Linked DNA regions of Mus musculus: region 2 is linked to region 1. A link is a contact called in public Hi-C data. All regions are on one chromosome and are shown on one strand. Each heading gives the region's core, a stretch centred on a gene start, on an enhancer-like site or on the middle of the called end of the contact. The rest is flanking DNA. Distances are from core to core; before and after follow the strand shown. Region 1 overlaps Ift140 (intraflagellar transport 140). Region 2 holds the start of Ccdc154 (coiled-coil domain containing 154).

Evidence for each region. Hi-C and Micro-C count contacts between places; a contact is called where the count stands out from the background.
Region 2: a contact with region 1 is called in a Hi-C map of bone marrow-derived macrophages, with 1.6 times the contacts expected there. The contact joins the promoter of Ccdc154 here to the enhancer-like site in region 1. A contact is called at or near these places in 2 of 39 promoter capture datasets (the 3T3-L1 cell line and hippocampal neurons), 1 of 15 datasets of contacts at CTCF or cohesin (pro-B cells), 10 of 484 Hi-C or Micro-C datasets (the AML12 cell line, the Ba/F3 cell line, CD4 T cells and 5 more), 1 of 115 datasets of contacts at active chromatin or transcription factors (embryonic stem cells) and 4 of 9 other capture datasets (adipose tissue, embryonic stem cells, liver and 1 more).

What each region holds. Positions count from the first base shown.
Region 1 is chr17:25,042,891-25,047,905 of GRCm38.p6, reverse strand. Ift140 (intraflagellar transport 140) reads right to left here. Exons shown (of 30, transcript NM_134126.3): 13 at 2,730-2,857; 14 at 2,284-2,401. Among named protein-coding and RNA genes, the nearest start is that of Ift140, 29 kb to the right of the region's middle. Within about 2 kb of position 2,420, at least 42 of the 459 cell types and tissues checked have an H3K27ac peak or open chromatin away from gene starts, as enhancers often do. A contact at or near this core is called in bone marrow-derived macrophages and pro-B cells, where this site is marked.
Region 2 is chr17:25,160,581-25,165,410 of GRCm38.p6, reverse strand. It overlaps Ccdc154 (coiled-coil domain containing 154), which reads right to left and starts at 2,950. Exons shown (of 17, transcript NM_001079929.2): 1 at 2,563-2,950; 2 at 2,100-2,295; 3 at 1,813-2,002; 4 at 1,574-1,620; 5 at 1,221-1,316; 6 at 781-904. The coding sequence starts at 2,569. It overlaps Clcn7 (chloride channel, voltage-sensitive 7), which reads right to left. Exons shown (of 25, transcript NM_011930.4): 25 at 3,308-4,830.

The sequences.
Region 1 (5,015 bases), core at 1,171-3,670:
CTCCCATTTGGCAGCTGACGCAAGTCCTGAGCACAGAGAGCCTGGCGGCTCCTGCCGTACGGACTGCTGCTCACAGTGGTGAGCAGTATCTAAGGTGCTGCTTCCATTCTAAATTCACAGGAGCACCATTCAGGAGAGCAAGCTGTGGGAGTTACTGGGTGAGGATCAGTGGAGAAAATGTGTCCGCCCAAACCAACTCAGACACGTGCTGCAATGTAAATGAGCCCTGTAACGTGGCATGGGGGAGAGAAGCCAGACTCACAAGGCCACACAGTTTATGACATGTCCAGAACAAGAAAACCCAGAGGCAGTGAGCAGGCTTGAGGGTGACAGGAGCGAAGATTCTTAGAAGCAGCCGGAGTGGCAGCTGTACTATACTGCAAATGTGCCAAGTGCCACCGGATCCCTCACTTAAAGCGTTGACTTTATGTTGCACGGGCTCTTGTCTCAAGTGTTTAGGGACCCTATTTTAAGATAAAGAAATGTCAGCATCCCCAAGGGCGCACGGAGCCTGTAACTGCTCTAGTAATGCTGTGTAGAGGAAGAAGGAGGTGGAGACACACTGGCCCAAGTCCCAGGAGGCAGCACAGGCAGTGACAAGGGCCCAGCTGAGGGTTCTTTTTTTTTTTTTTTACCATGCCCTACTTTAGTCTTTTTTTTTTTTTTAAAGATGTATTTATTTATTATATGTAAGTACACTGTAGCTGTCTTTAGACACTCCAGAAGAGGGAGTCAGATCTCGTTACAGATGGTTGTGAGCCACCATGTGGTTGCTGGGATTTGAACTCCGGACCTTCGGAAGAGCAGTCGGGTGCTCTTACCCACTGAGCCATCTCACCAGCCCCCAGCTGAGGGTTCTTTTATGCTATCTCTGAAAACTGCATGGACCTTGCGCCTCATCAGAGTGCTTGGGAAGTGGCCAGGGAAGTGAGAGAAAACAACTGGATCTTGGGTTCAGGTTCAGCTGCTCTAGGTTGTCTGGGCTCAACTGCTGCAGAGCTGTCCAGGGGATTCTGTCTGCCCTTACTGAGTGACTGACTACACATATGTCTATGTATGTCTGTGCAGCACATGTATGTCTGGTGCCCACAGAGGTCAGAAGAGGCTGTCAGATCCCCTGGCGTTTGAGTTAAGGATGATTGTGAACCAGTAGGTGGGTGCTGGAACAGAACCCAGGTCCTCTGCAACAAGTGGTCCTAACCTTTGAGTCATGGCTCCAGCCTCTGCACACAGGGTTTCTATGGGTCATGGATATTCTCTTATCACTGTCCCAGCTTCCCCTGCCCAGGTCTGGAGGACTCTCCACTATGGGTCTCACACTGCCGCCACTTTGTGTCCTTACTTTCTTTTGTATTACTTTATCAACTTCCACTTGTCCTCCCTGTTCCAGCCAAGCTGCCGTTAGGGTCAGGGTCAGTGGGACACCAAAGTACAAGTGACAATGACATTTTTGCTGTTGTCTTAGCATGCCTACCACTCCCTCCTCCATTCTCCTCCTCCTTTTTCTTCTTCTTCTTTTGTTTTTGGAGACAGGGTTTCATTTTTTTCTTTTTCTTTTTGGTTTTTCAAGACAGGGGTTTCTCTGTTTAGCCCTGGTTGTCCTGGAACTCACTCTGTAGACCAGGCTAGCCTCGAACTCAGAAACCTCTGCCTCCCAAGTGCTGGGATTAACGCTACCACTGCCCGGTGAGTGGTCTTGTCTTGTGATGTTGGCTAGGTGATGAAGAAGACAAGCAAGAAAAGGACAAAGAGCTCTCTAAAGAAGATACGGCTGATTCCGAAGAAAACCAAGAAGGGCAGGAAATATGGAAAGTGTGTGCAGGTGAGCACATACGAACAGAGTATGGATCAGGGGTGGTGGTGCACACCTTTAATCCCAGCACTCAGGAGGCAAGGGCAGGCAGATCTCCAAGTTTGAGGCCGGCTTGGTCTACAAAGTGAGTTCCAGTACAGCCAGGGCTACACAGACAAACCTTGTCTTGAATCAACAACAATCCTCCCTGTCTTCCACCCCTCACACCCCAAACACACACACAAAAGAACAGACTGTGTGTGTGTCCCAAGATGGAAGCAGGCAGGAGAGAGCTGATATAAGGCAGAAACTGAGGAAGGATCTGAAGCAAGGAGGGGCTAGAGAGAAGGTTAGACATAAAGACCTAAAAGACTTGAGGAGACAGAATAAACAGCTATGTCTGTCAGGTCCTGCCAGGGCCCAGAGGCACAGCCCGTATCCTCGGAGGTCCTTCATATGGATCAGAAGGCCGGCAGGGATGTTGGCCTTACCTTGCTAAGGAGGATGCTGATCTTGTTCCCATTTGCATTGCATCTCAGAGAAGTGATGCTCCCCACATCAGGGACCAGCTGGGCCAGGTTCTTGCAGCTGCAGTGCACTTTTGCTTCCCTGTGTGAGGACAGGAGGAGGAAGAATGACATCAGCGTCCTCTTGGCACCTTCCTGCTGGTCACAGAAATGAGCTTCTCTGACTGCTGAGACCCTGGACTGTAGAGTGTTCTGTTCAGCTCACCTCTTCTCACCTGTGTACTTAACCCCCTAGTCCAGGGAAAAGGAGGTTCATCTTAGAACCAATAAAAGGTCTCTTCTAATTTACAAAAAAAAAAAAAAGGTGTCATGTGAGATAAGACATTGTTCCAATTTCCTGTCTACTAAATTGCCCCATAACTTAAAAAATGAAACAGCATTTAATACTTGAGTGTGGAAGGAAACTGTACCTTCTGGAAAGATCAAAACTTTTAAAATGAGCTAAATCTGTCCCTGCAACCAGGAAAGTCCCACAGACGTCCAGGAAGCAGGGGCTCCCCTCGGTCTCAGAGAATAGCAGAAGTTGTTTGACAGTCCCCTGGGGAAAGAAGAACAAGTTAGCCATGCTCGTCTGTGGTGCAGTGCCCCCTTTCTCTCCGGAACAACATTCACGCGAACAGTAGTGATTGCTGAGGGGCTGGCATGCATTAGACCAGGGCTGGATCCATAGGAAGACAGGTCTCCCTTCTGCACAGTCTCGGTGACATAGGCCTCGGGGCAAGGATCAAAGATGCACAGGTCCCTCAGCTAAGAAGTGCTCTGTGGTCACACACACATGGCGGACTGTAGCAAGGTACACAGATGGCGACCTCCGTCCCTGTGAGTTGGTCTAGGTGGGCAATGATATTCTTCATGTGGCTGATGTTAGGTGCATGGCCTTCTGGGTAGTGAGATGGGAGAGTACCTCTGCCAGGATGGTTGTCACATCCTGGACATATGCCACTCGTGGAAGACAATCCACACTTATAACACAGTCATATGTCCTGTATTTTACATCTCAATAAAATGCCTAAGGAATTAATGTCTCTTCTAGGGGCTTAAAAATGAGGTGAACCAGGAAGAAGCCAGCTATCGGAGAGCCCAGAAAAGGAGAGAACACGCACTGAGCAGTTAAATGACTCTGTATCTGGATCTTTGAGTCTGGTAGTCAGCAATGAGCGGTGGAGCGTTGTACTGAGGGTGGGCAGATGGAGCAGAAGCAGTATGGGTACATTACTGCAGGGAAGAAGGCAGTCTCCAGGTCAAGCTTACCTATACCTGTTCTGTTTCCACAGCTTCCACTTCTCAGCTACCACACACACTTAGCCGGGACTCAGGATGTGGGAGGAGCCTACTTCTCTCTCCCCCTCACTGTCAGAAGCGGCCCTCCAGCCTTTCCTGATTAAACCTCCCAGGCTTTTCCCATCCTCCACCAACTCCCTGACATTCTCACTACACAACCACACAAGTTCTATTCTTTTTATTACATAATATTTTTAGTGATTATTTGGGAATTTCACATCACGCACCCCAATCACGCTCACTTCCCATTCTCCCCAGCTCTGCCACCCCCAACCCTTGTGACCTCCTACCATTCCCTGAAAAAAAAAAACGAGAAGGGCCAAACAGTGGGGATGCACACCTTTAATCCTAGCACTCAGTAGGCAGAGGCAGAAGAATGTCTGTGAGTTTGAGGCTAGCCTGATCTACAGATTGAGTTTCAGGACGGCCAGGATACACAGAGAAACCCTTGTCTCAAAAAAAACCCCCAAAAGCCGGGCGTGGTGGCGCATGCCTTTAATCCCAGCACTCGGGAGGCAGAGGCAGGCGGATTTCTGAGTTCAAGGCCAGCCTGGTCTACAAAGTGAGTTCCAGGACAGCCAGGGCTATACAGAGAAACCCTGTCTCGAAAAACCAAAACAAAAAACCAACCAAACAAAAAACAAAACAAAACAAAACAAAAAAACAAAAAAACCCAAAAGGAGAGAAAACAAAACCGAGTCCAATTTGTGTTGCCCATACACTGGAGCATGGTCAAACTCCCAGTGGCCAGCCCCTTAAAGAAACTGAGTCCCTCCCCACCTGGACCTGTTAGAAGCTGTCAGTGTGGAGAGCTACACTTCAGCATCTTTAGCACAGTAGTTTTAAGAGTTCTCTTCGATGGCTTTCTGTCTAGGCTGTTACTTTTTTGGGTCGGGGGTTGGGCGTTGTCACAGAAGCCTTCCATGTCTCCTTCTCAACTGTGAGTCTGCAGCTATCACCACCACCGCAAAGGCAGCTTCCATGTCTCCTTCTCAACTGTGAGTCTGCAGCTATCACCACCACCGCAAAGGCAGCTTCCATGTCTCCTTCTCAACTGTGAGTCTGCAGCTATCACCACCACCGCAAAGGCAGCTTCCATGTCTCCTTCTCAACTGTGAGTCTGCAGCTATCACCACCACCGCAAAGGCAGCTTCCATGTCTCCTTCTCAACTGTGAGTCTGCAGCTATCACCACCACCGCAAAGGCAGCTTCCATGTCTCCTTCTCAACTGTGAGTCTGCAGCTATCACCACCACCGCAAAGGCAGCTTCCATGTCTCCTTCTCAACTGTGAGTCTGCAGCTATCACCACCACCGCAAAGGCAGCTTCCATGTCTCCTTCTCAACTGTGAGTCTGCAGCTATCACCACCACCGCAAAGGCAGCTTCCATGTCTCCTTCTCAACTGTGAGTCTGCA
Region 2 (4,830 bases), core at 1,701-4,200, 120 kb before region 1:
CCCACTCTGTCCTGTGAGGAGCCTACACACAGAACAGCAGCTGTAGTCCCTGGTCTACATTTATAGAGCCAAAAGCTGGGTGGCAGGCATGTGTAACCAACCATTCCTAAGCTCCATGTAGAAGCAGAGGCCCATCTACCTACCTACCTACCTACCTATCTACCTATTACTTACCTATCTAATTACCTATCTATCTAATCTTTTTATTTCAAGCCAGGGTTTTTTTCTGGTGTCCTGGAACCAGTTCTGTAGACCAGGTTGACCTTGAACGGAGAGATCCACCTGTCTCTGCCTCCTGAGTGCTAGAATTAAAGGTATATGTCGCCACCGCCATGCAGAGACCCCTCTAGAGGGTCCCCAGTGGAAGGAGAACATGCTGCCTTGGGAATCTGTGAGTCCTACTTGAGATAAATGCTAAAGCTGAAAGCAGCTGTGGCAGAGCTTCAGGGCCAGCTGTCCCTTTCTGTTAGTCCAGCTGAGATGGTGGGTGGGTTTCCCCAAACCTGCAGCAAGGGAACTGACACTTGGCTACATGACAGTAGAAGTGAGTTTTCAGTGCCTAAGATTGCAGCTAAGGTCAGTGAGTGGGCAATACAGCTGGGATGAGAGGCAACCATATCAGACAGGGGTGACTGGTGAGCCTATCCTTGTACCCTGAAGCAAGCAACTGCAGGAAGGGAGACACTGATGACAAGGCCAGAGGCTAGGGACACTGGAGGTGTCTTACAGAGTGCTGGTGATGACTCCTGCCTCGGCTAGGCCTGGCTTTCCAGGAGGTACCTGCATCTTGGCCAACCCAAGGTCCACCTTTTGGCTGGTGTCCTCTTGGTTTTTCTGCAAGGCACTGCAGGCTGCTTCCCGGCCCTGCTCCTCTTGGCTCAGCATGCCAGTCAGGTTGGTCAGCCTAGAGGCAGTAGGTGTGGTAACACCAACTCAGCTAGGGAATCCTGGGGGCCCTAGGTCCTTCTCAGGATGGAGTACACAATCCACCCAGGTGACACATGGAAATAGACCTTGGGGATCCCTAGTAAGGGCAAGGCACCAAATGAAAGAGAGAAGGCAGGTGGGGCCGCAGTTGTCAGAAGTGCAGCATTCATGTTACAGGATGCTCCCCTGGGGGCACTAAGGGCTCAGGACGGAAGACCTCAGCCTTGCTCTGGCCCGAGATTTCCAGTGTGTACACAAAACTGGTTTCAAGGTAGTCCAAGAAGTTGGCCCACCTGAGGTTTATCTCCTGCTCGGAATGTTTCCGCTCCGAGTCCTGTAGAGCCTGTTTCCTCCTGATGTGTGTTAAAGCCTCCCGGACCTCCACCAGCCTGGTGGAAGGAGTTGCCCTGCTAGCCCCAGAGCAGCCAGGCAGCATCTGTTGCGGCAGGTCTGACCATGGGGACACATAACCAGTCTCCCACCCCAGTGTGTGCAGAGCCAGTCCGAGTTGGACTATTATAGTTATTGTTTACTTAAATGAGGTCCATGTGGGCCCTAATGACAGCTCCTGCAGGGAAGCATGGGTCCCAGCTCCTCCCTCCCTCCCTCCCTCTCTCTCTCTCTCTCTCTTTCTCTCTCTCTGTACCTTTTATCCAGGGTTTGCATCTGGTTCTGGCTCTGGGGCCCAGATAACTGCAAAGAGGAGGAAATGAGGGCTAGGCAGGTTCAATCTGTGCCTACCAAGCAGTACAGATGCAACAGGACACATTGGATCCAGAGCTTGAAACGACTGGGGACAGCAGTGTCAGGATCCAGGAAGTGTGTGTTCCAAGCATCAGGAAAAGGGTGGCTCACTCTTACCTGCTGCTCTACCCAGGGACTCACCTCTAGCTCCTCCTTCTCTGGGCTCCAGGCTGCCTGTTGTACTACTTGCCTCAGCTGGCGCAGCTCTGAGGCCTGCATCTGCACACGGGCACGAACCTGCAACAGCTCACGAAGCAGGCCCAATGTGGCATGCTCACAGCGTTCCTTGTGTCCCCTCAGACGAACCACCTCAGCCTGCAGCTCAGCTACCCTGATTAGGGCCAGAGCAGGTGGGTCAAGCTGTGCCTCTCCTGGAGGTAACTCACTCAGTTTATCATCTCCCTTTTCTTATCCACTGTGAGGCTCACCATTGCTCCAGCTGTTTCCACAGCTTAGAGGTGTCCTGTTCAGGGACCAAGGAGCCGGACGCCCGGCCACTGCACTCATCTCTCTCTGAGGTCTCAGCACTGACTAGGCCTTCTGTTAAGAGCAGCTCCAGGTCCTCGAGTGTGACAGTGCTCAGGTGTGAAGGTGAAAGCCTTAGTGAGGGGCCGTCTGCTGGCTCTGGAAGGAGATACCTTGGAGCTTGTGCACAAGGACAGTAGTAGTGCCTATAATCTTGCTTGCTGTCACCCTGACCTCAGGGACTCATATCTCTGGGTCATATAGATCAGCCCTTCTGGAGGTCCAGGTAAGAGGGGTTGAGTGTCCCGGGGGAGAACACACAGTCCTAGGAAGCAGAGTAGGGGAGAGGTCCCACCTCGCCAGCTCCATGAGAACCTGTGAGGTCTAAGAGCAGGACTACTCTGTATACCCCTCATTTCTGCTCACCTGACATGGCTTCACCAGCGGCCACCACCTATAGCTCAGACAACGGTTATCAGAGCCCCTGTGGCTGCCCAAGGTTGGGCACCAGGCCAGGGTGGCCGAGTGGTTAGCTGGAGAGAAGCAAGTGATCCAGGCAGAAAGCTGCAGGAGCTGGGGATTGGCTGAGGGACAGAAGAGAAGGCTTTGGGCCACAGAGCAGGCAAGGAGACTCGAGGGTCAAGAGGGAAGGCCTGAATCTTGGGGAGAAGACAAGGGTCGAGAATGGAGACTGTGAACCTTCAGGGGGTGAGTCAGGGAGAGAGGCTGTGGAGCCCAGAGAGCAGTAGTGGAGGTATATAGTGGCTCCTGCCCTTCCACCTTGCCTCTTTAGTGAATCCTGACGGAGGCAGGTACAGCTGAGTTATTCTGGAACCTTCTTTTTCTCACCAGAACCCTATGACTTCATGGCCAACTGCCAGTGGAACCTGAACCCTCATATGCCCTGTCTTGCAGACTCCCTAACTTCTGGATCCTGAAAAGATTTGGGGGTCAGTGAAGTATCCCCATTGCAGAAGAGTCTCCCCTGGCTCTAGGGCTACTGGGTTATGGCCACAGTGAAGAGGTTGTTTAGGGACCATCACAGGCCTGAGTCACACACAAAGCAGGAGGGAAAGGTCCTAGGCAAATGGGACACAGATACAGAGGGTGACACCACAGAATAGGCCGCTGGGATTTCAGCCTTCCCAAGAGTCAAAATAAAAATACTGGAAGAGACAAATTTTGATTGTTTTATTTAACCTAATATATCCAAAAATATCATTTCAGCATGTAGTCAGCACACAGCTGTGGACAGACTGCATAGCCGTGGACAGATTGCACGTGCCTTTTTTGGTACCAAGTCTTTGAGACCCTGTGCAGTGTTTTTCACCCCTTGGGTCCAACTTTAGGAATGGCCCTTCCCGGTCCAGAGCACCCCTGGCGTTGTCACTTGGACCTCTATACCAGATGGGTCAGTTTTAACTTCTTGAAGAGCCTGCTGTGGCCAGGCTTGAGGACAGGATGCCATCCAAGCAGGTCACAGAACCCATGCTCTGCAGTGAGTCTGAGAGCAAGTCTGAGATGGGACGAGAAGGCCAGAGTCCCTGGACGGCCCTCCCACTGGGCCCTGGGCTGGCTGCAGTACTCTTCAAGAACTGCACCACTGCCCGACACAGACAGCAACTACTGTTTAAAGTGCCATCTGCACTTGTTTATCACCATGCTGAGTGCCTGACTCCCCAGAATGCTGAGCCCAAGGCAGAGAACAGGGGGCTCTCATTTCTCATTCCAGATTCAACATACTTAGCCCATCTCTTCATGGAAGGAAGAGCCGCTCTTTTGGAGGGACAACTGAAAGGCAGGAGCTGCCAGCTTTCCAAAGAAAGACCCTGTGTGACCTTATAACAGACTTGTGCCAGAGACACTGCAACTATCTTTACAAAGTTCCCAGGGGAGAAGACCCTGAAGGTGAGTGAAGGATGTCAGTGGGGCCAGCTTTGACAACACAGGGTTCAGGGGTGAAGTTCCTTGGCTCTGGTGCTCACGGGTCTATCCATCCTAGGGCTACCCCAGGATGGCCAGGCCCTGGGAGGCCACTTCCCAAGGGCATACCACACAGTACAGTAGTAAGCAAGCTACTATGGACCCCAGGGACCTAAGGGCCTCAAAAAGACCTGCCTTCTGGCTGTGGTCCAGGGCCATGACCCCAGGTCTGAAAGCCTAGGGCAGATGTTGGTGAATTCAATTTCAGTCTTCATGTGATTTTCAGATCACAAGCCCCAGGTACAGAACCAGTCTCCCCATCTTCTGGACAAAGATGCAGGGCGGCATGTGTGGCACATGTGGGTTCCCTGACAGAGCCTGCTCCAGGCTGTATAGCTCCCCATGCCCTGCTACTGAAGCCCCTGGCTGTGTGAGCAATGCAGACACAGGGTGAGAAGGGCTCAGAGTCTGAGCAGAGACAGCAGTAAGTAGTAGCTCACGTCTGTCTTTCTCACACACACTCTATTGGCTCTCAGAAGTGAGCCACAAGGGGTGTGATAACACACACTTCATCCTGGGAGAAGGAACCAGGAGTGGGGCAAGTCTGAGGCCTGGAGGGTCAGGGAATAGGGAAAGTGCTGATGACTGAAACCAACTGCCCAGGACAAAGGGTCTGGCCCCCACACCAGCCAAGCCTAGGGAGGGCATTTGCTCCTGTTGCTGCACTGCCTAGGGGGCAAGGCTTTGGCTGAGATCAGGGACCCTGGGAGG